Regions from separate parts of the Sus scrofa genome. Here region 1 is linked to region 2. The links are chromatin contacts, called in public HiChIP or PLAC-seq maps. All regions are on one chromosome and are shown on one strand. The core of a region is the stretch at or near the end of the contact, and the rest is flanking DNA. Distances in the headings are between cores, read along the strand shown.

What was found. HiChIP or PLAC-seq counts read pairs in DNA pulled down with a chosen protein or histone mark.
Region 1: an H3K27ac HiChIP or PLAC-seq map of alveolar macrophages shows a contact between it and region 2. The contact joins the promoter of LOC110256655 here to the promoter of NCOA7 in region 2. A contact is called at or near these places in 2 of 47 Hi-C or Micro-C datasets (embryonic fibroblasts and liver) and 2 of 2 datasets of contacts at active chromatin or transcription factors (alveolar macrophages and skeletal muscle).

What each region holds. Positions count from the first base shown.
Region 1 is chr1:37,910,022-37,916,164 of Sscrofa11.1, forward strand. LOC110256655 reads left to right here and starts at 2,198. Exons shown (of 3, transcript XM_021072815.1): 1 at 2,198-2,759. The coding sequence starts at 2,294. RNF217 (probable E3 ubiquitin-protein ligase RNF217) reads right to left here and starts at 2,101. Exons shown (of 6, transcript XM_021072754.1): 1 at 1,119-2,101. The coding sequence starts at 1,997.
Region 2 is chr1:37,190,525-37,196,389 of Sscrofa11.1, forward strand. It overlaps NCOA7 (nuclear receptor coactivator 7), which reads right to left and starts at 4,189. Exons shown (of 16, transcript XM_021088655.1): 1 at 3,762-4,189.

The DNA.
Region 1 (6,143 bases), core at 948-3,447, 720 kb after region 2:
AGTCTAGACACAAGCACGGATTAGCCAGGACACACAGAGAAACCGCATGGCGTGAAATCCTGTTCAGTTCACTCCAGTCAGTGTTATCAGACACTAACATGGGAAAAGATATCAACATGAAACTACCAGACACAGGGGCTGTAAGACACCGTCCATAGACTCCTGCCTGAAAAACGGACACATACGGAACACACATAAGTATTTTGAAAGTATATAAGCAGCAGCCCAGAGAGTGAGGTAAGACTTCACAGAAAAGTTGGCACCTGAACAGCCTGGGTTTTGAAAGATGAATAGGCCCAGGACAATCAGACACCAGATCAAAGGGCATTCCAGATTGTGCAAAACACTGGCAGAAACATAACAGACTGAAAACTGCTGGAAGGAAGCATTCACCACCAGTGAAGGAAAGTCGGCCTGTTACACTCTTAAACTTTCCAAGAAAAAAAACAAGCTTTCAAATAAGGAGCTGAGGAAGAACGTTTCACCAGTGCTTGTTTTGCTAAGCCTCTTAGCCTTACTTTGCTTTGCTCTTTCTGTTTTGTTCCCTCTTAAAGAAATAAAGCCCGCTGAAAAAGTACTTCAACTTCCCTGTGGAAAAAGAAACTGAAAAGTGGACCAGAGCCAGGAATAAATAAATTAAAAACGCTTTTCCTGGACTAACTAAATGGAGCAAAATTTCAAATTCAGGTATCATTCCTTGCAACACTTCTCTCCACCAACTCAACATATGTTTATTTTCTGCCCACTATTTGAGGTTCTGGAATACCAGGCCTCAAAAGCACTCTCATTGCCCTCTTCCTCCTGCAAGGTCTTGCTGGCAATCTAATAAAAGAAATAAGCAGAGGGCAATTCAAGTGTACCACCTGGTTCTACGGTTGCTGATCAAAGCCTGAAGTTCACGCAGAATTAAATTCCGGTCACCTTAACCAGTGAAGACAAACACACTTAAATATTCTAAGGACAACAACAGAGAAGTGAGAAACTGACAGAGGTCCTCTGTAAGGGCATTCATCACCTCCTCCCGCGAGCAGAGCAGGGAGCTGGCGAGCTGGCCATCCTGGCCAGTGCTCTGGAATGCTGAATGGGGAACAGAGGAAGGATAGAGGTGCTGAGCTTACCTGGGAACTCAGGTAGACTTTGAGGCACTCCTCGCACACGGCCTTCTTGCAGCAGGGCAAGGGCTTGATGGGCTTGTCTTCCAGGCACACCCGGCACATCAGCACCATAAGGGGCGCATAGGGATCCCCGACCCCACCCAGGCCAGAGTAGGGTGGAGCTCCCAGCAAGCTGGGCACGGAGAATGGCTCGGGCGCCAGGTAGAACTCCAGCTCGATGCTGCCGCCGTCGGGAGACAGGGGGTCCGTTGGGAGAGACAGCGGGGGGCTAGGGAAGGAGGAGGGGGTGCTGGGAGGGTTGATCACTGGAGGAGCCCGAGGTGGCGACGACGCGGTCAGCGAAAGCCGCTCCGCCGAGGGGACCTCGGGCAGGTCGTTCTCCACGCAGAAAACAGAGCAGAAGACTTGTCTCTTGGCGGGAGGCGGGCGCCGCTGCCCTAGCACGTCCAGGACCAGTCCGTCCGGGACCCCGACGCGGGTCCGGGGCTCGGACTCCTCGCCCGGGGGCGCCTCCTGCTGTTCATCCCCTCCCTCGTTTCGGCTCCTCGCTTCCTCCTCCTCCTTGGCCAGCTGCTGTTGCAAAGCCTGGGGGTTGAGGGGCCCGGTGAGGGCCAGTCCCGAGGGTTGACCCGGCGCGTGGCTTTTCCTCCAGCTCGGAGTTCCCCGGCTCCTCTCTGGCTCCGGGGCGCTCGTATCCGCGCAGCCCGAGTTGCTTCCGCAGCTGCGGCCGCTCAGCTCCGCGGAGGCGGTGCGCGGCCCGGGCGCCCCGGCGCTGTCCCCCGGCGGCCTCGGGGGCTCGGGATGGCCCGCGGCGCCACTAGCGGGAGTCCGCGCCTCCCGGGGCCCGCCGCCGCCGCTCACCGTGCTCTGCTCCTCGCCCATCGCCGCCCGCGGCCCGAGCCGCCGCTGCCCATCCAGCCGCCGGGACCCCTACCCGGCGCCGGCGGGCAGCGGGGGCAGAGGCTCGGCTCGACTCGCGGCTCCGCTTCTGCTTCCGGGTCCCTCCTCCGGGGCTGGGACGCCCCGAGCTCCCTCCGGGGAGCCCGTGCTCCCGGGCAGCGGCGCGCAGGGAGCCCGGCCCGGCCCGCGGCTCCTCCTCCTCGTCCTCCCGCGCGGCGGGGCACCGCCTCGGGGGCGCCGAGGGCCGCTCGCTCCGGCAACCGGCGCGCCCTCCCCACATGCAGGTCGGGGCGGTGCCGCGGCCCCCGGGAGCCCCGGGCGGGACAGAAGGGTCTGAGGGGAGGCGGCCGTCAGTCCCGCGCCATCGCCGGACCCCGCTGCAAACCGGGCGGCCGGAGGGCGGTGGTCCAAGGGTCCAGGGGCCTGTGGCGCCGCCGCGGCGCGCACCCGGAGGGGCAGCCGGAGCGCGAGCCAGCCGCCGCGGCCCCTGGGGGAGAGGCCGGAGCGCGCGACCTCCTTCTCCCGCTCCTCGTGCTTCACCTAGAGCACTCTTCGCCGCCCCTCACCCCACCCCTTTGGCGCACACCTCCCCACACGTACACACGCGCGCGGGCACCGCGCACTCACTCACGCACACCCCGAGTGGGTGTGATCTCAGAGCCGGGATGCGCTCTCGCGCCCGGAGTTCACACTGGGCCTCGACCAAAACCTCCAGAGCAGGCAAGCTGCCCTTTGGGCTACGCTGTGAGTAGAAACTTCCTACAAAACTCTTTACTGAAAGCTGGAACTAGAAAACACTGGCTACTTGAGGGCTTTGGTGTCGCGTGTTCCTCTTGAGTTCGTCTCATTTTAAATCCTCCGAAGAGGGAGTTCAGAGAAATAACGCTAGGAATTATTAATTCAAAACGCGGTATATATAGTTTTCTGTTTAATGAAGTAGGAAGGATGTTTGAAAGCCACAAATACGCCAAAAAGCACTCTTAACCTACTCCTCCAACTGGAAGCCTTATGAAAGCTGATAAATAACGAATTTAAGATGTATCCCTTTCCCTCCTTGTCACAGTTCTCTTAGGAACTTTTTTAACCCCTTGAATATTCCAAAATTTGTAGCATAAGGTAGTAAGATGGTCTGGCCTAGTTAATAAACTGGATCATTGGTGGAAATCATGAAAAGTTTCATTAGCATAACCATATTTACCCCAAAACTGTTTCCAAGACAACAATTATATTTGAGCCAGAACTTAATTATGTGTTGATCTATCTTTATTTTCCAGGAAGTATTAGTCACCCAGACTGGTGCATTTTAGTTCCCTAAAGCCAATGAAAACATTTTTGGGAAGCCAACCTTTTACTTTTTCCCCCATCTTGAGAGGGAATTCAATTTACGCATTAATGTAATAGGAAGGAGCTGTGAAGTGTGTCAAAATTGTCCTCTTGAAGTTGTTATTGGTTGTTCTAAAATATTGTTCGGATACAAATGATAGAAAGGTGACTAGCTACACAGTACTAAGAAAGCAGGATGACACTAAAGAGCATTTCCGTCGTGTGTCTGATGGCTCCGTAAAGGGACGAATCGAATCAATGGGTCTAAATGCCATCTCATTTATCAGTCTGACCCAAGAATGAAGAATTTTTATTTGGAAGATTGAATGCTATTTAGGGATTTTTTTTTTCCATCTTGGATAATTGATTTCCTAGTAAATGCTGTTTTCTCCCAATCCTAGTGTTTATTGTTTTAAAGACAGGGGACAAGAAGCCCACATGTATGTGTCTTTTGTGTATGCCATCTGATAACTACTTTTCTTTTTTTTAAGGTTTTTATTTTTTCTATTATAGTTGATTTACAATGTTATGTCAATTTCCGCTGTACAGCAGTGACCCAGTCATATATATATATACACATTCTTTTTCTCACGTTATCCTCCATCATGTTCCATCACAAGTGACTAGATATAATAATGAATAGATATTATTATATAATAATAATAATAGATACTTTCTATTCTTACTAGAGGGATATAAAAGCAGTCCATGGTTTTGGGGTGACAGTATGCTGAGAGTAAGACCAAAGTAACAAACATGAATATAAAGAAGTGTATCTCCACAGGGTCTATAGGAATCAAACCTCTCAAGGTCCTCCCATAGTTCTGGGTCTTGCTCCCTGCCCACCCCGTCACAGGTGTTCCAAGAACTTGTTCTTGCAGTGCCCACATTTGTTCCTTATCCCTCAGGTCCAAGTCACTCGCTTTGGCTTTCCTTGAAACTGAACCTAGTCGACCCTGGAATTGCTGAAGGCTTTGGGTAGTTCTGCCACTCTTTTCCTTGTCATGACTTCCTTCTGATGGGATTCCTCTGGGCTTTGTGAAAATAGAACCATGGCATCTCCACCTTTCAGACAGACTCAGACTTATCTCAATCCTGGGCCCAGCACCCTTGGTGATCTGGGACATGAGTAGCATGAAGTTAAAGTGCAAAGTTTAGTGGTGACCCTACCATTAATTTCCCCTGAAATGAAACATATGAAGCGCCTGTGATAATTGTACTGTTAGGAGTCATTAAAAAAAAAAAAAAGATGGGTTGAAAATGTAGTTACAGTAGCAAAAATTTCACTTATTTAACACAAGCTTAATCTCTAAACTCAGACCATCTGCTCCATGTCAGGCTGTATACAGTTGTTAGTTCCAGTGTAAACACTATCACCAATATTCTGCCACTACTAGTTTCAACTTCATTATTTTGTAATTTGCAATGAGCTCTGCACCTTCCCTAAAACCAAGACTTGAATGTCAAGAGAAAATGTCAAGTTTGAGAACTGACATAGTCAAGTGATTTTGGTTGTTATTGAACATCATTTTTTCTATTACCACCTTTTGTATCCTGGCCTTTAAGCATGACTTGTTTTTGCTTCTCTGAAAATTTTAATTTAGACTTTAATTAGATAATTAAAGAACCTAGATTTATTAATATATTTTAAAAACGTAATGAAATATCAGAAAAGCTATGACATTTTAATTTTACATACTAAAGGTAAAGCAAATTTCTTCATAACTGTTGTGGAGAAGAAATACATAATATATAAATACCACAAAATAACTATACAACAAATACTTGACTTGGGCTTTTCTATTAGTCCTTCAACTATCAAAACAGGTAAAAAGAAATAGATATAATTTAATTTTAAAAATTCCTTTCCTGAAGAAGAGTGAACCAGTGGAATGATTTTCCAGGTCCACTTCCGAAAGACACAGTAGAACATGGATCCTCATTCTCCTATTTTCTCTCCTCTTCACCCATGGAAGAAGAAGACTTGAAATCACTAAGGAAAAAGGGACTTTAGTACTAAAGAGAGGAACACAACTATTTTGCTTTCTTTTTCCACCTAAATTCCCTGAAGAAAATCCAAACAGAAGACTTTATGAGATAAAGTTAAAAATAAAACAAAACTCGGAGTTCCCATTGTGGCGCAGTGGAAATGAATGGAACCCTGAAGTTGCACTTTTGATCCCTGGCCTCCCGCAGTGGGTTGAGGATCCGGCATTGCCTTGAGCTGTGGTGTAGGTTGCAGACCTGGCTGAGATCTGGTGTTGCTGTGGCCAAGGTGTAGGCCGGCAGCAACAGCTCTGATTAGACCCCTAGCCTGGGAACCTCCATATGCCGTGGCTGCAGCCCTAAAAAAAGTGAAAAATTAAAAAAAAAAATGAAATAAAATAAAATAAAACAAAGCACTACATTCCTTCAGATTACTAAATAAAATAAAAGCCCAAATGCTTGGAAACAGAGGATATCAAGAATAAGAAGGAGGATGAGGAGGGATAAAGAGGACGAATGGAAGGGAGGAAGGAAAAAGGAAGAAGGGAAGAAATGGAGGGAGGAACTGTTATCTTCTACCCAAAATAACCACTTAAACTGCTTTAACATATTGATAAATTTTATCCTAGTGTTTAAATCTGTGTGTACAAAAGATTCAAATGCTATAGGCTCTTTTTTCTGCCTTTTTAAAAAAACTTAGTAATATATCCTGACCATTTTTCTCACTTTTAAGACATCTGCACAGCATCCTGATTTGTGACCATATAGAATTTTACTATGTAGATGCATCACAATTTATTTAAATAATTCCATTTTATT
Region 2 (5,865 bases), core at 2,939-5,438:
CAAATTTATGAGCAGACAATTCATGGTCTCTGGCATTCTATATAAAGGGAGACAGTAGGCAACAATTATCTTTCAACCATTAGTTCTCTGTAGTTGAAATTCAACTTTATACAAATTTTCTTTTTTATACTTTTTCTGCATCAATAACAATTTTTCTTCTAACATATGTGAATTGAGTGGATCCTACTGGATGTAAACAATAACAATGAAAACTGGGCTGGGAGAAAAAAGGACAATATGCATTTTTTGGCAAAGAAGGGATAAAGTTTTTGGTAATAAAACCTTAGGAAAGATACAGAAAGAAAAAAAAAAGATAGGGTAAATTCAGGTTTTAGGCTTGCATTCCAGTGGTGCATGTGGAGGCAGGGTGCCTGGAGCTCAGGAGTCAGGACCCAGGTGGTGAGTCATTCAATCGCAGAGGCGCTGCGCATTGAATGCAGGACGAACACAGAAAAATGCCCCCTCCCTTCTGACAAACCGACTGCAAGGCCAGGAGTGCCAGCATAGTCTAAGTATTCGACTTCTCTTTGTTCAATAAACAAATAAGTGTTTATTATCTGCAACAAAGTAAAGAGAGTTTACTGTAACTATAGGGGAGGGCTCTTTTGAGATGTTTAAAGTGAGCAAGGAAGAACAATGTAAATTAAATGCTCAATCTCCTTGACTATATATTTAAGATGTGTAAAACGTAATTATCTTTATTTCATGGGAGAACTTTTGCTCTGTTTGAATAAATTGTGACATATTTTTCAAAGCTCCCTCCCACTGCTGGTTCCCCCAATCTCACGGCATTTTACATAAACGTGTTACTCCCTCACCAGCCAGGAAGAGCCCAACTAGGCTGGAGAAGCAATAGTAATAACTTATAGCTTACCATAGTTTTGTGAAAACAAGGCATTTGGTGAGTATGTAGTAAGGATGGTGAAGACATATTAAAATGACCAAAAAGAAGGAAAGAAAGAAAATAAGTGACCGGGCCATTCCCAGATAATTTTGTTGAACAAAGTGACTGGCTCATAAAACTTACATAACCAGAAAATAAAACAAAATCAAAATAGGAAATATCATAGTGTAAGAGAAAAAAAAAACATGTAAAGTGATGCAGTTATCCTAGATTATTTCAAGATAACATAAACTTAAAAGCAGAAGGGCACTAAATCTTCCAAACCCTTGATTTCACAACGACCCTGGTTGTCAAACTTGAAAACTGATATGCTTCTATACTGAGAAAACCCGTACAATTGAAAATGTATATCTATACCATGTATTTTGAATCATTTAGGCATCACAGACACTTCTAAATGCTTTATTTTTGCCTCTACCTGTAATAAAATACATTATAATTAGGTCAACCACAACAACTCAACTCTAAATTGAGTTAATATGTCACTTATTAACCAAATCACTGTTACCTCTGGAGTAACCTAGAATCTCCTTTCAACATGAATTGTACTTTTTAATTGTATTTTAGAGTTTAATTAAAATAAGTTCGATTACCAATTGGGGAAAAAATGTAAGCTTATAAATGAAAGTAACTTATATTAAGATTTGGGCTGAATTACCTTATTTAATAACACAGAGAAGAATACATATGGTCCTAAAATTATCAAAATTCAACTTGTGTTGGAATAACTGAATTGGACTATTAAAAAAAAAGAAATAATTTTAAAATCCAGTTAAACCTCAATGGCCAGAGGACAAATACATTTTAATCCTAAATTGTCTTTAGATGAAGTTTGAAATATAGTTTATTCAAAAAAAAAAAAATAACTAATGAGTTCCCATCGTGGCTCATGGGAAACGAATCTGTCCATGAGGACACAGGTTCTACCCCTGGCCTCACTCTCTGTTGCCCTGAGCTGTGGTGTAGGTCAAAGAAGGGGCTCAGATCTGGCGTGGCTGTGGCTGTGGCTGGCGGCTACAGATTCAATCCTTAACCTGGGAACCTCCATATGTCGCAGGTGTGTCCCTAAAAAGACAAAATACAAACATACATATCATACGTACATACATACAAAATAGAATAACTAATGAGCGCTCATTGTGCACCAGGCCAAGGGGTTACAAGATTGAACAAGAGGAAGGCTCTGTCCTGGAGTTTCCACAGGTTCATCTTCCAAAGCTCTAAAATCATAATACGTTAATAAAAAGAGTTTACAATCATCCACTTTCCAAAACTCTAAACCTTATTGCTTGATACAAAACTGAAAAATGATTGCCTTTGAAGAGATAATCTTGCCAAAAGCCCTGATATATGAACTTTACACTTGGGAGAGAAAGAATTCATAACCAGTTCCTCAGAAATACATGCGCCCAAGGCTGCCTCTGCTGGCCAACTCCGAGCATCCTTCCAGCAGATTCCCAACTCCCTACACCTGTATCAAACTTACCTCGCTCCTTAAACGCATCCCTTCACGAAAGCAAGAGGCTCCCAAGTAGGCAGCACAGGAATACCCCAGCCTCATCTATCTCCTGAATGTTCGACTTCTAGAAGGGCCTCCTTTAACTGGCCCCAAAATGCTGACTGTAAGGGTTTGAGATATCAGTCTTACATATCAGTCAGCCAGCTCTGAAATACACAAAATCCAGAGCGACTTCTATATGCCGCTAAATTAACGCTTTGAGCGGCTATATATTGGGAGAAAACAGGAAGAAGGCATCTGTTTATCAAGCCGAAAAAAATACGGTGACACATTTCCACCTGAGCTGCTGAAAATCAAACGCTCCCCCCAACCCCCAATAACCCACAAACCAACTCGTCCTCCCCACCCTCGCCCGCAGCGCGCACCCCACCGGGCCCAGGAGGTGGGCGGGGAAGGGTCAAGCTCTCCTTCGCCACCGCTCGGCCTCCGGAGCTCCAGAAGAGGTGGTCAGGTATCCAGGGGCTGTGCCCAGCGCCATTAGCACACCTCCGAGAGCCGCACCGAGCCCCGGCAGGAGGCAAGTTTGACGGGTCCTGGCCCCAGCCCCCCGCCCCTCCCCAGCGGCAGCATCAGCCGCGGGCGGCGGCGAGGGCTGGTCCCCTCCTCACCTACCTACCTACAGGGCGGCTGCGCCGGCTCCTCGGGTCCCGGAGAAGGGGATCCAGTGCACGCATTTCTGGGAGCCGTGGCCTCTGCCGCTGGGCGCGGGGGAGCGCATCCTCCAGGGTGGGTGGAAGGAGGGGTCGGGGGAGGACCGTGTGGTGACGAGGAGCTAGGGCAGGAGGGAGGAACGCCCAGGCGCGCGCCCCGGGGGACCAGCGTCCGGAGCTGCTGGACGCTGCCGCCGCCGGGACTCCTCAGGCCTCTTCCCAAGAGCGGCGCCTGGCCAACCCTGCAGATGCGCCACCGGTCAGGACATCGGCCACGACTGACTCCCTGGCCGGCCGGAGGCGGAGAGCTGCGGGTGGCGCGACGCGGTGCAGACGCCCGCCTCTAGCTCCGCCCGGCCGGTGCCACGCTCTGCGCCCCTCCGCTGCGGCGGGCGCCGGGGAGCTCCGCGGACCCGCTTGGCAGCTCGGGCTGCAGCTGCAGCATCCTCTCCGCCCCGGCGACCTCCGAGCTGGGAGGCTGGGCACCCCCCGCCACCCCCCACCCGCCCCGGCGGCTGCAGCCTCCGCTAAGCCGGCGCAGCCTCAGCCCGGGCCGGGCGGCTCCGCCCCGGAGAGCTGCGCGCGCGGCCTCCGCAGGCCTCGGCCCTTTGTGACGCCTCCCGGGAGCGAGCTCGTTCCGCTCAGGCGGCCGGACTTGGGGCGGCGGATCCTGAGAGGGTCTTCTTACCTCGCCCCGGACCGCACCCCGTGCCGCTAACAGGCAGTAGCCTTCACTCTTCGTGGAGATTAAGCTTTGAGAGCAGAGCTGGAGTTAGAGGGTCTCCCCGAGCTTTAAAGCCTTGAGTTTCCTTCCAACTCGGGGATCACTGGTCACAATAAATTCATCCTGTCTTTTCTGGCGTTGTGTTTTGCAAAGGGGCCCAACATCTCCTCCCCCTTCCCGCTCCTGTCCTCTGTACAGCATCCCGGATGCTGTCAAATTGCAACCATTACAGCAAATTGAGCCCTCCAGGCCAACTCTTGGCAGAGACCCGAGAGAGCCTGGGCTGGGAAGATTTGCATCAGCAACGGGGCAGTGCCTGTTAGCTTCCCATCCCCATTTGGGAGCCGTTCCCTCTACAGTCCCGTGACCAGCACTGCAAGATGATTAGGAGGATTTGGCCATGAGGTTTACCCTCACACACAGAAAAAAAAAAAAAAAAAAAAAAAAAAAAAACACTTCATGGTGGAGCCTGCAGCTGGTCTGATAACATTGGTGTGTCAGAGGCCAAACACCCAGGCACACTAGATAGCGGCCTCCTCTGGCTAGTTGATGCTGCTTATGCTCTAAGAGCCTCCCCAGGAAGGCGGAGTGAAGCGTTTAACAGTGATGGCTTTGGGATTTCAGTTGCAAGTGGTCAAGTTATACTATCTTGCAAAATATGGAATAATCGCCCAATTCTGCACTAAGCATGTATAAAACTGGACCTCGGGCTTACATCTTTTTGGTTTGAATGTGAAGAATTGGGTATTTTTCTTTTTTTCCTTTAGGTATTATGTTAATTGTAAATTATTTTCCAAGGGATATTAGGCTCCTAAAATATAAAGAGCTGATTTCATTGAATCAAAAGAACATGGTTTGGGATCTCCAGAGAAACTGGGCCACTTTCTTTGATGATTCTGAAATCTAAGATTAAATTTTTAAAAAACAGCAAAGAAAAGACAAGTTCTATAGCAGCACAAACTGTGATAAAATCACTAAGACTTCTGGAGATGCATTCTTTTAAATAAAGTGGACATCAGGTGGGGAGCAGGGTAGGAGCTGCATTGTGTATGTGGGTCAGGAAATAGGGCACAGGACTTGACCATTTCCAGGGACTCTGATTGGATCTAGAACCCCAGTTTATTTTCAAAAGATACCTATTATTATTCATGATATTTTGCCCCGTATTCAGAACATGACTATAAGAAGGTATATGTATATATATGATGAATAAGTGACAGAATGAAGTCAATGAGAACTTGGCAGTTGTTTACTCTAAAAACATTTGAAGGAGTTCCCATCCTGACTCAGTGGAAATGAATATGACCAGCATCCATGAGGACACAGGTTCGATCCCTGGCCTCACTCAGTGGGTTAAGGATCTGGCATTGTCACAAGCTGTGATGTAGGTTGCAGATGCAGCTTGGATCCGGCATTGCTGCGGCTGTGTCCTAGGCCAGCGGCTACAGTTCCAATCTGACCCCTAGCCCAGGAATTTCCATAAGTGTAGGGTGCAGCCCTAAAAAGACAAAAAAAACAAAAGCAAAATAAAAAAACAAAAAACATTTATAAAGAGGTCTGCTGTAGAGTGCAGTTTCTGCAGGAAATGCCCATTTAGTTGCAATTCTTAACCATTTTCATCCCTTCATCACACCTTATTGTTTTTCTCTCTATGGATTCCATATTTTGTCAAGAAATAATTAAGCAGTGATCTTTTTTATTAGGCAAAGCTATAACTATGTATTTAAAGTAGAAGCCATCATTGCCACAGCTGTGGTGGAGGTCCCAGCTACAGCTTAGATTTGATCCCTTGCCCAGGAACTTCCATATGCTGTGGGTATGGCCAAAAAACAAAGAAAAAAAGCAGTAGCCAGCAATTATAAAAGATTGTCAGCCTTTCAAAAAACACTGCTTGTAATTTATAGATCCTCTTTATTATCTCCATGAACTCCTCTAGACGGCAGGCTGTATCATATGCTTATTATAAGGTTTTATTACAGTGAAAGTCCTGGTATAATGAGGATTTCAGCTCTTTAGTTTAAAGGTGAGAAAATTCCCCCTTAAAGACTGTTCATTCTTTGTCATTAAC